4 separate regions of the Mus musculus genome follow, and regions 1, 3 and 4 are each linked to region 2. A link is a contact called in public Hi-C data. All regions are on one chromosome and are shown on one strand. Each heading gives the region's core, a stretch centred on a gene start, on an enhancer-like site or on the middle of the called end of the contact. The rest is flanking DNA. Distances are from core to core; before and after follow the strand shown.

What was found. A called contact is a pair of places that touch in the nucleus more often than the background predicts.
Region 1: a contact with region 2 is called in a Hi-C map of Sertoli cells, with 2.6 times the contacts expected there. The contact joins the enhancer-like site here to the promoter of Ptprg in region 2. A contact is called at or near these places in 3 of 39 promoter capture datasets (hippocampal neurons and liver), 5 of 484 Hi-C or Micro-C datasets (Sertoli cells, cortical neurons, embryonic stem cells and 1 more), 15 of 115 datasets of contacts at active chromatin or transcription factors (astrocytes, craniofacial prominence, embryonic forebrain and 9 more) and 2 of 9 other capture datasets (adipose tissue and embryonic stem cells).
Region 3: a contact with region 2 is called in a Hi-C map of the N1E-115 cell line, with 8 times the contacts expected there. The contact joins the enhancer-like site here to the promoter of Ptprg in region 2. A contact is called at or near these places in 1 of 484 Hi-C or Micro-C datasets (the N1E-115 cell line) and 2 of 115 datasets of contacts at active chromatin or transcription factors (embryonic midbrain and forebrain).
Region 4: a contact with region 2 is called in a Hi-C map of cerebral cortex, with 2.8 times the contacts expected there. The contact joins the enhancer-like site here to the promoter of Ptprg in region 2. A contact is called at or near these places in 4 of 39 promoter capture datasets (embryonic stem cells, frontonasal cranial neural crest, hippocampal neurons and 1 more), 1 of 15 datasets of contacts at CTCF or cohesin (the NIH/3T3 cell line), 11 of 484 Hi-C or Micro-C datasets (MC3T3-E1-derived osteoblasts, cerebellar granule neurons, cerebellum and 6 more), 19 of 115 datasets of contacts at active chromatin or transcription factors (the NIH/3T3 cell line, cardiomyocytes, craniofacial prominence and 12 more) and 2 of 9 other capture datasets (adipose tissue and embryonic stem cells).

The regions. Positions count from the first base shown.
Region 1 is chr14:12,018,344-12,021,060 of GRCm38.p6, forward strand. The region is part of intron 4 of Ptprg (protein tyrosine phosphatase, receptor type, G); the gene reads left to right. Among named protein-coding and RNA genes, the nearest start is that of 3830406C13Rik, 260 kb to the right of the region's middle. Within about 2 kb of position 1,263, at least 8 of the 459 cell types and tissues checked have an H3K27ac peak or open chromatin away from gene starts, as enhancers often do. A contact at or near this core is called in Sertoli cells, where this site is marked.
Region 2 is chr14:11,552,236-11,554,935 of GRCm38.p6, forward strand. Ptprg (protein tyrosine phosphatase, receptor type, G) reads left to right here and starts at 1,318. Exons shown (of 30, transcript NM_008981.3): 1 at 1,318-2,097. The coding sequence starts at 2,013.
Region 3 is chr14:11,082,242-11,084,941 of GRCm38.p6, forward strand. It overlaps a transcript of Fhit not described here. Among named protein-coding and RNA genes, the nearest start is that of Mir5124b, 200 kb to the right of the region's middle. Within about 2 kb of position 1,385, at least 9 of the 459 cell types and tissues checked have an H3K27ac peak or open chromatin away from gene starts, as enhancers often do. A contact at or near this core is called in the N1E-115 cell line, where this site is marked.
Region 4 is chr14:11,834,601-11,837,300 of GRCm38.p6, forward strand. The region is part of intron 2 of Ptprg (protein tyrosine phosphatase, receptor type, G); the gene reads left to right. Among named protein-coding and RNA genes, the nearest start is that of Gm52128, 260 kb to the left of the region's middle. Within about 2 kb of position 1,306, at least 4 of the 459 cell types and tissues checked have an H3K27ac peak or open chromatin away from gene starts, as enhancers often do. A contact at or near this core is called in cerebellum and cerebral cortex, where this site is marked.

The DNA of each region.
Region 1 (2,717 bases), core at 13-2,512, 470 kb after region 2:
AAAGGGTCCAGATCAGTGCCAGCTCAATTCTCTTCATGTCCTGTTACTTAAGAATGAGTACGCTGACTCAAACACCCATCCAGTCCAGTAGGGTAACCAGAGCACAGGCCATTGGCTGTATTGTTTTGGGGGTCTCCATGACCTTCTGCCTAACAGCTGGAAAGAAAGTAACCCATACTTGGCACTGAGCATTTTATTTGATAGACTCTAGCGTCAGAGAGCAGCATACTCCCTGTATATGGTACCTTCATTTAAACTCTTTTTATGTGTACGTACATGCCAGGAAGCTTCTAGAATGGTACATTTCTATACATGTTTCAGTGCACTTAGGTGTTAGGTCCCCCTCCCCCAACACTGCCTTCCCCACCTTCCACCCTGTTTCATCCCTCTATTCCTTTATGCTACTTTCCCATTCATACCTCTTTTGTTCTACTTTCTCCCCTGATCCCAGTCTGAATGGCTAAGGCCGAGAAAACAAATGGCAAACTTTGGCATGAATCTAGGGAAAGGGGAACAATTATTTGCTGCTGGTGGAAGTACAGGCTGGTGTAGCCACTGTAGAAATCAGTGCGGATGCCGTGAAGAAAACGACCATGTGGAACATCAGTAGCCATCATAGGCTTATTCCAAAAGACAGTATGTCCTTCCTACTGCAGAGATATGTACTCATCTATGTTCAGTCCTGTTCTGTTGACAGTAGTTAGAAAATGGAAACAGCCTACGTGTCCACCAGCTGATGAATAGAACATACATATGACCCATGATCTCAATAGGATATTATTCAGCTATAAAAATGGAATCATGATATTTGCAGGTAAATGGATGGAGATGAAAATAATTATTTCGAGTTGGATAAGCCAAATTCAGACAAATGCCAAATGTTCTCTCTCATATGTAGATCGTATCTCTGAACCTTTAGAAGTGTGTGTTTAAATTGGTTCATCTGTAGAAGTCAGCAAGCCAGCTGTGTCCTTGAAGTAATTCCTCATCTGTCCAAACCTCCCTTTCTAGTCTTTAAAATGATTGTAAAACAGCCCCTCTTTCAGTGAGTTGTCTGAAGGTCAAATTCTCTGTAAAGTGTTTATACTGCATTTTTAAGAACAGAGGAGTTCACATGTGTCTAGATAACTCCTAGGTGACCGACCATTCACAGTAACCACATGAGCATGCTCTGTGATTCTGGGAGACAGTAAGCCCCTGTGTCTTCCTAGAAATACTGTTTACATGAATGTACTCACTCTGAGACTGCCCCAAGGTTACTCAGAAGCTCTATGGGAACTCTGCACTGGTCTGCAGTTATGTCTGTATCTAGTTCTGTCTGACCGTGCATCCTATGACCGTGTGCGGCTGGGCTCCACTTCATCTCCCTTTGAGGTTGTTGTCTTGTGCTTGTCCATTCAAATATTTATGAAGAGAGGTTTTATTGATGTGGTAAAAAGTACAGAATCTATCTTATGAAAGTCATTTCTTCATTTCAACCCTGTATTTTCAGATCTCAGAAGAAGCAACAGTTAAGTCTCTCATCAGTCATCTCTCTCGCTCTGTATTTCTGTCTTTTCCCCTTTAGTTGAAAAGTATAGATTAGATCATTCTTTTACATTTCTGCTTAATACTCCACAGTACAAATGCCCTTCAATTGATCTAGTCATTCTCTTAGTAATTGGCAGCAAACCTGGCTATAGTCTTTTGTTACTATTGCTGGTCCTTTTTTGAACTCTGTAACATCAGCAAGTACTTCAATCCCAGTGAAGGCAGCCAGTTTTAAACATCTGTCCATTTTAACTCCCCTGTGCACTACAGTGTTGGTCAGGAGGTTTTGCGAGCACAGTTGTCAGTGGTAGCCGATTGCTGAGTTCAGAGATTCTGAACCAGCCTTGCTGTACAGACCTCTGGGAGTTAGGTTCTATATGACTGATCTGAGACAAGCTGAGGACACATGTGTTTGAGCACAATTATCTTTAGCGTCTAGTCTCTCTGGACACTTTATATATCAATCAGCTCTTCAGGATAGATAATGAAAGCAGCAGTTGACAGCGGGACGAATGGCTGTCTGTGTACTGTGCATTCTTGTCTTCATAAAGCAATACTTTGGCACCTTGTTGTTTTTAACAGCCTTAAACTTTATTCCAAATTAGTAGCAACTACCACTGGGATGTTCCCTTTGGAGCAGTGGTTCTCAGCCTTCCTAATGCTGTGACCCTTTAATACAGTTCCTTGTGACCCCCCCCCACCATATAATTATTTCATTGATACTTCACAACTGTAATTTTGTTACTGTTGTGAATTGTGATATAAATATTTGATATGCAGGATATCTGATAAGTGACCCCCAAAGGGGTGGCATCTCACAGGTTGAGAACCACTGCTCCAAGGTCTCACAATGTTCTAGCCAGGACATCTACTAGAACCTGGGGACCCCTGAGTTTGGCAGTGACTGAGCATCAGAGAATGCCAGTGGGGTTCAGCCTTCATTGTCTGACCATATGGTGGATAGTGGGGTAAAGTGTCTGAAGAAAATTCTACTGGAAAGTTGGAGGTAGTATAGAGGTCTTCACAACAGTGCTGTTCCATTTCTGATCCTTGTTTAAAATGTTTCATATAAAACTTAGGGCATGGAGAATATGGACTAGAATGAGATTAGAGAAGCCATCCATAAAAGACTTGAGATGAAACAATAAATGGTTCAGAATTAAGTAGGAGGAAGAGAAGAATGAGAA
Region 2 (2,700 bases), core at 68-2,567:
GACTCTCAGAGCATCTGTATAGTATTTGAAAACCGAAAGAACATCCGGTTGAGATGTTTGGGTGGGTGTGGGACAGTGCCGCGTTGCGATGAAACGGCAAGGGGACACTTTAAAAATATGTCCATATCCTTTTCATAGAGTGGCAGAACAACTATGAAAAAAATACAAATGGCTAATTACGTTGGCTCAATTACAAATTTGATGGAAAAAAAAAACCCAAACCAAAACCTGCCTCCCCTCTTTTAGCACCAACGTAGGAGGAAAAAATAGGTTGCTGAAAAGCCCAAGCGATAAAGATCTCTGTGAGAGCCAAGGGACAAAACTCATTACAGATAAACCTAGCCCTTGCATTTCCCCCGGATGCCTCTCCCTGTAGTTTACTTAAGCCGTGTCTCCTAGGACGGCTGCGGGAAACCAGTCCTGCCCCGGGGTGCTGCTTTCCCCTGCCCCGGGTGAGAGGCGCACTTCATTTGCCCTCTGCCTAACCAGGCCAAGTTGCAGCCACCTTCTTCCCGAATCCGGGGGTTGGGAAAACTCCGCGACAGACCTTCGTAGTTTGGGGAAAAGTCCACGACAGACCTTCGTGGTTTGGGAAAAGCCGATGTGGGCCTGGAGCTGGATTTTGCTAGCCTGGGATGGACTCCCGTCCCTTTCCCTATCTCCCAGAGGTAGATTCGAACAATGGAAGCTCGGAAAGGGGGAAGGGGAAACAACAACAACAAAAAAACCTCAATGAAACCTGAGTGCAAAGGCCGCTGGGCTTTGTCTCTTAGCCCGGGAACGCAGCAGGAGAGGGACGCTGGAGGTGCACCCCGTCAAGACACCGTCCAGGTGGTGAGGCCTTACGGAAGTCCCCTCTCCATGAAAATGTAGCTGCTGGTCCTTTCCTCTCCCCCAGATTCCAACCAGACCACCCTTTCCCCCTCCCCCAAGTTCCGGATCCATGAACGAGGTCAGGGATCTCTCCGAATCCGTACTTCGTCTTTAAGAACTCGAAAATGGAGCAAAGCCATGCCGACCCTGGATGGCAGCTGGTCTCTTCCCTGTCTTCAGGGTTACCAGCTCCCCTAAACGCACACCCATAGCCCTAGGCACGCCTGGAGAGGAGAGTAGTGCAAGTCCTTGGAAGCCGGAGCCCAGCACGGCCGCTTTAAGAGACGCGCGCCCCCGCCGGCGGCAGCTCGGGGATGCGCGTCACCGCGCGCCCGTGCTTGCGCGCCCCCGCCGCCGCGCGCCCCCAGCTCGCTCGCTCGCCCGCTCGCCGGCTTTAAAGTCTCTGCCAGGATCCATGCTCACATGTTACTTCCTGTATGGAGGCATGGCCAGTTTCCAGCCCCGCGCTCTCGGTTCCTCCCCAGCCTGCGCCGGAGCCACAACTTTCAGGAGCATGGACTGAAGGCGCCCTCGCCCCGGCGCCCCTCTGAGATCCTTTGTGTTTCCCTGCGCTCCACTGGCCGTTTGTGTTTTGGGGGGCTCTGCGCTCCGCCCCGCCGCTTCCCTCCCTTTCCAGGCTCGCAGACATGCCTCCTTCCTTGCCGGGGCCCTGGAAGGAGCTGCCCGCCTGAAGCCCGGAGCCGCCGCGCCGCGCACAGCCCCGCCGTCGCCCGCTGGTTCTCGGGCTGCGCTGCGCTGCCGACTCAACTTGGGGCTCTTCCGCTGCTAGCCACCGCCACCCGCGGTCCCTGCCTGCTCCGGGCCCCGGGCTCTGCCGCCGTGCGTCTTCTCCTCGCCCTGCCTGTCGGCTGGATCGTGTCTGAGCGGAAAGCAGCCCTTCTCCTCCGAGAGGATCGTCCCTAGCTTGGCTTTGCATTCCCGGTCACTTTTTGAGGTTTTCTCGGGAGCGCTTGGCAGCTTCCCGGATTCCAGCGGGACCGGTGGCCGAGTGTGGGGGGCCCCGTGTGGCGGGCGAGCCGTGAAAGCCTCCAGGCTTAGCGGAGCCTCGCTCGGAAGCAAGAACTTATTCAACAAGTTTACCCCCCCTGCCTTTCTCTTTTCGATGTGCGTTTTCGGACATGCGGAGGTTACTGGAACCGTGTTGGTGGATTTTGTTCCTGAAAATCACCAGTTCTGTGCTTCATTATGTGGTGTGCTTCCCGGGTGAGTGAGGGCCGCCGATGGGACGCGTCTCTGGCCGGCGCGCGGGGTATGCGGAGTTGTCGCCGGGGCGCGGAGCTTGGGCGCCAGTCTAGGGACCGCGGAGAGGGTGAAGGGGGGCCGGGCTACCGAGGAGGAAAGAGAGCTCTGCTTCATTGGCTCCGGCAGTGTTCTAGGAGGCTGATGGTCAGAGAGGGCAGAAGCAGTGGCGGGCTGGAAGGGAGGGTTGGGGACTCAGAGATGTGCTCTGACTGTGGCTTGGGAAGCTTGAAGCATCTGGAGTATGGGAGGGCGGGGGAAGGCGACTTGCTTTGCTGATCCGGAGCTGATCCGGAGGGCTATAGTTGCACGATAGGATGTCTGGGGAGATTGGCTGTGGGAAGGATGCTCTGTTGGTTTGAGTAATATGGGGTGCTCCCGTTGCTTCTGCGGGGATAGAAGGAGCTCATAATCGTGGCTCACTTTGCATCCCTCCGACCCTTTGTAGGGGGGAGGGCGGCGTTTGGGGATGGAAGGCGGAGGCTGGCTGCAGAGAAGTCAGGATGTGGGGAGCAGCCCGCGTTGTAGTCGCCGGGCCGCCTCCTTTCAGCCTTGCTCCCGGCTGAG
Region 3 (2,700 bases), core at 135-2,634, 470 kb before region 2:
TCTATGGCACAAAAGTAGAAGCAAAATTGCCTAGAATAACCAATGAGACTCCCTGAAAGAGAAGGGTAAGAGAGCAGGTATAAAGGAGGCAGAGGAAAGGGTACTCTCAAGGCACATTAGATTTGTATGGTAAAGGAGTTGAGTCTGAGCGGAGCTGGAAACCAGTTACATTGGAGCTGCATGTTGAAGGGCAGTAGGCATATCTAAAGGAATGACAAGAAGTCTGTTTTATTTTATAAAGTCAGATGACATCACTCTGGAAAATAGACTAGAAATACAGAAGTCTTGGGGTGACCAGTTAGTCAGCCATTCCAATGCCCAGTGGGACAGACAGTGCAGTCCCTGCCATTGGTGACAACAGCTGGCCTAGTGAGAAGCAGAATGTGAGCAATAATGTCACCTAAAATCTACCATGCTATGAACTTATCAACAACTGTCTAATGTTAACATGTCCAAGCATACACGGAAACCCTAGGCAAGCACGTGAGCAGTAAGCGATTATGTGAGAAGCTGTAAAATACAGATAATATATGCTTTTTACAATAAGAAAAATACAATTTTGTGAAGTAGAAAATAATACATTTAAATTAATGAGATCACTGAAAGGGAACATTTGATTTGAGAAAGGTTGTAATTATGGGTTTCTGTGTCTCCAAACTTCTAAACAGCTAATCATTTGGGTAATATTTCCTTTTTGACTTTGATGGATCTAATGGGTGATTTTTTATGTAGATATATAATCTTAGATATAGATATATAAATAAAATTTAAAGTATCTCCTCAGGAAAAGCTATATTAAATAGGAAATTCTAAAATTCTAATATCAGAGCCTCAACTAGCAAGTTGAAGTTATTTCTAGAAAACAATGTTTGTAGCACTCTGTAAGGCCAGCATTGGTGTTGCTATGAAGATGATGATTGCAAGGGCTGGGAGATGTCTCAGTGGGTAAAGTTCTTGCTATGCAATCCTGGAGAGCTGAGGTCAGGTCCCCAGCACCCAAAACATGGGCATGTCTACCCAGGTTGGCTGCAGCAGCTATCTCTAGATTCAGTGAGACCCTGCCTACCTCAAAAAACTAAGGTGTCCGGCAGCAGCAGAGAATACTTGACATCATCAACTGCTGGCCTCCATACACACACACACACACACACACACACACACGCACGCATATATATATATATATATATGTATGTGTGTGTGTGTGTGTGTGCGTGTGTGTGTGTGTGTGTGTGTGTGTGTGTGTGTGTGTGTGTGTGTGTGTATACACACACAAAAGTATTTTTTGAGATGCAGGGGCATGTTGTTATTCGGCTCACCCTGCCTACAGCAGCCTGTCACCACCAGTCCTGCAATGCACTCACTTCCCCACACTATTCTCCACACTAACAAGATCAGAGGAAATGATTTATTCCACCCCCTTGCCTGCTACTTCTGAAAGGCAGCGGGTGTCCTTGGGGATACGGGATTTCTGAATTGCTTGCGGCCATCTGATATTGCAGCTTTGCAGCCTTCTCTCGAATGAGCCAGAAAAAAAATCAAAATAATTACATTAATGCTGAGAATCAAAGTTTATTGACTCTCCCTAGAGGTGAAAACCAAAAAAGCTGGTTACAAAAGTTGCCAGCTTATTTAATGATACCACTGCCTCCTCCCCATTCTTGTCAAAACAGCTTTTGAAAGCATTTTCAAATAAAGCCAACTTCAAGCTCCAATTCAGTGGTTCATCTATTCCCTTTTAAATAAAAGCCCATTGCCCAGCCTTCCACATGCAGATCTCCTCAAAGGGAGGACCCAATAGGCCTTCTTCTCCTGCCAGGTCACTGCCAAAGGCAATCCTCCCAGGCACTGTCCCTGTCATCATTTCCGCTCTCTCCAGGAAGCTCTGCCTCATTGAATATTCTTCTAAGCCAATGAGGCAATCACGTGCCTCCCTGTGATGGCAGACTGCACTTATTGCAGCATTCATGGCCGCTGAAAAAAGCACCAGCTGGTTCCTTTCATTTCCTAGCAAATCTTTTCAACATCCAAGTGAGGAGACACTTAGGAGACCAACAGCCATTTCATGGGTGATCCTGCCCAGAGGTCTACCCACCTATCCCAGAACTTTCAGCAATGTTCCAAAGTACCACACCCCGCTGTCTCTGTTTGATAAAAGATCTCTCACAAAGACTGAAAGTCGTGGGCCTCCACTGTCCAGACCCTCAAGTCTAACAACAAACAAGGTCCTCCCACATTCATGTCACTCAATTAGCTCCTGTTTTTCTCTGTTGAAGTGTTTGAAAGCAAGGCTGCTTCATCAGCCCATGTGCCCTGGAGAAGATAACACAGCATCCTCAGCTTGCCGTCTTTAGCAAGCCTGCTTGTGACTTGGGGCTAGCATCTGAGACCCCTGAATTATAGAAGGGCTCCAGTCATTCCTACAACTATTAAGGGTGGCTCTGTGCCTAATCTAATTGTTCAGATAGCAGAGTTCATGCTAAGAGGTTGTGTTCTGGCTGTGACCCTACATTTGTGATCATATTAGGCATAGGATAGCTTTGTGGCCAGCCTACTACAAAAACCTCTGTGCGGAGCCTCTAATGAGCTTCCCTGTCAGCACTCAAGGAGTTAGGTGCATCCTCCTAGGTCCACTGGGAGACGACTCTTGTAACCTTGCACCTGGCATCCTCTGAGCTTTACCACATACAACTTTCCCACTGC
Region 4 (2,700 bases), core at 56-2,555, 280 kb after region 2:
TAAAAGACAATATTTAATTGGGACTGTTTTACAGTTTCATAAGTTCAATCCATTATTATCATGGTGGGAAGGATGGCTTTCTGTAGATAGATGAGCCAAGAATTCTGCATCTTGATCCCAAGGCAGCCAAGAGGAAACTCTCTTCCAAAGGCCACTAGGAGGAGGGTCTAGACCACACTGGCCCAGGAGTGGTATATGAGGTATATGGGACCTCAAAGCCCACCTTCAGAGTGACAAACTTCCTCTAACAAGGCTACACCTCCTCCAGTACAGCAGTACCTCCTAATAGCACAGCTTCCCATGGACCAGTTCCATTCAGACCACCACACTCCCCACTTAGATGTTGGGCAAAGTTTGAAGATCAACTAGATTGGTAGAATTTGGGTCCTTTAGGGAGCACAATTTATATGTAAGGGACGGTGACAAGAATGCAATATCATCCTCTCTGTGTACAGCACAGGCACCTATTCCTCAATGCAGGGAGCAACCTACTGGATTCTAGCATTCTAAATTCTTTTATGAATTTAGGATTTTTAGTTCAATAAATATTTATGGGGTGGATGCTAGAGCAGCCAAGCCGTTTATGCCCTAAACAGAGAATATTGTGCCCCATTTCTACCACCCACAGCAAGAACAAGCCAAACCCCTTTCTGTGCAGGATCCAGGGCAGTTTGCATCACACACGGATCCTTTTCTCTGCTCAGCTTTGCTATCTCAGACCCAGCTGTAGGCCCCTGATTGACAGAAGGACTTAGTAGTTTTTACCCTAGTATTTTACCTGATATAGTTGGTTTTACTTTAACAATAAGATAAAGAATGATCTGGTCTAATCCAAAGTGTTCATGTGCTGAAGTAAGATGCCTAGTCAAAGGCTAACATTAGAGTAACAGGCTAGAACACCTCACTGAAGTTCTGAGATGAGACTACATCCCATTGGTAGCCTCTCATTGTGGAATATTCTGGGCATCAAACAATTCCTTTTCTGTGGACTTGTACAACAAAGCAGGTTAGGATAGAGTGAAACGAATCGTCAAAGACTTACCTTATAGGGTCCTCCTTCGGTTCAGTAACCAGCTACTTTTAAAAGTGCCTGTTCCCTCCTTCCCCTATCTTCTCCCCGTCTATAATTGTTGGAAAGAGATGCTCCAGAGATAAAGGGCTCAGGAATCTGGAGCTTTGATGTTGCCTTCCCTTTCTGGTGTCTCTTTTCAGTGCGTAGAAATGATGTGTCAATCACAGAGGTGTTAAGACTGAGTGTAGCCACAGCCTGTAGTTTGTGTTCTGGCTCCATAGCCGGCTCTGGAGGAGGGAGAGCCAGTTGAGAACAACCTACTCTTCATCCAGCAGTGTCTGACTGGCTCAGAGGTACCTGCTTCCGCCTGCGAGGGAGAATGCTTTGGAAGAGGAGCTGCTCCACTGGAGGACTGGTGTTTTTGTTTTTGTTTTAGTGTTAAATTAACACTATATGTTATATGTTTCCCTGTTACATTATGTGGGTGACTCTAAGAATCAAGAAAGTCCTTTACCCATGTCTCAGGGAAACTGGGACGTGCTTGCATAGGAAGGCCACCTAGGCTAGGGAGCAGCCTTGCTTGTGTTTGAGACTTGGGCTACCGATTCAGGTGTCTATCAGGTGGAATACTGCCCACTTGGAGGTGAGCTGTAATTGTGCACCTGGTGGGTGTGTGCACACGTGATCATACCATCTGCCTTCTGCCTTTGACAAGCTCTCCCTGTTATTTTAACTGCCTTTTCTTCTCACAAGTTCTAATTAGGAGGCAAAGTCAGTCTCTCTCTCTCTCTCTCTCTCTCTCTCTCTCTCTCTCTCTCTCGCTCGCTCGCTCGCTCGCTCTGTGTGTATGTGTGTCTCCCCTTTCCTTCCTCCTTCCACTTATTCAACCTATAACCTTTATCTAGAAATAAGGCGGGGTATACTCCATCCCATTTACTTTTGTTCTACTTGATGAAAACAGAAGCTTAGGGGCTTAACTGGCAGCAGACCACACCCTAATTGAGTTACATACAGTCCAACCTTGTATTTGCTTTGCTTTTAGACAGTCATTCTCTGTAGCCTGGATCTCAAGATCCTCCAACATCCACCTTGCTGCTCATTGTTCCAAAATTGCAGACCCACGCTGCCACGACTGTCAGCCCTGACTCTGAATAGTTTTCATTATGATTGACTGTGAGTAGGTTTTTGTTGTTAATAAAACAATGCGCAGAATTATAAATAAAGGATTTGATATATGAGTCTTCGATGGGCCTATATTTGTCGATGAGAAGAGTTTAATAAATAAAAACTGCATTAACAAATAAGCAGACTTTACTTCTATAGTATTCTTCAAGAATATGCATAATTTCTGCTTGGGGGGCCTCACCTGTACTCCTCCCTGAGGGTCTATGGCAGTTAATGGTTACTGTGGGAGATAGAAACTGTGATACACCACTGGTAAATTGCCTTATGCTTCTGCACTTCACACTCAACGTAGCCAAGTTGGCAAGATAGTTGCTGCAGAGATGGCTCATTCAATAAAGTGCTTGCCACACAAGGTAAGGGCCCGAGTTTGGATCTCGAGGACACATGTAAAAACCAGGCGCTGTGCTGCACATTTGTAATTTCAAGGCCAGAGGTGCAAACAGAGACAAGTGAATACAGGGGCTCAACAGCCAGCACTTCTAGCCACTGGGTAGGCTCCAAAT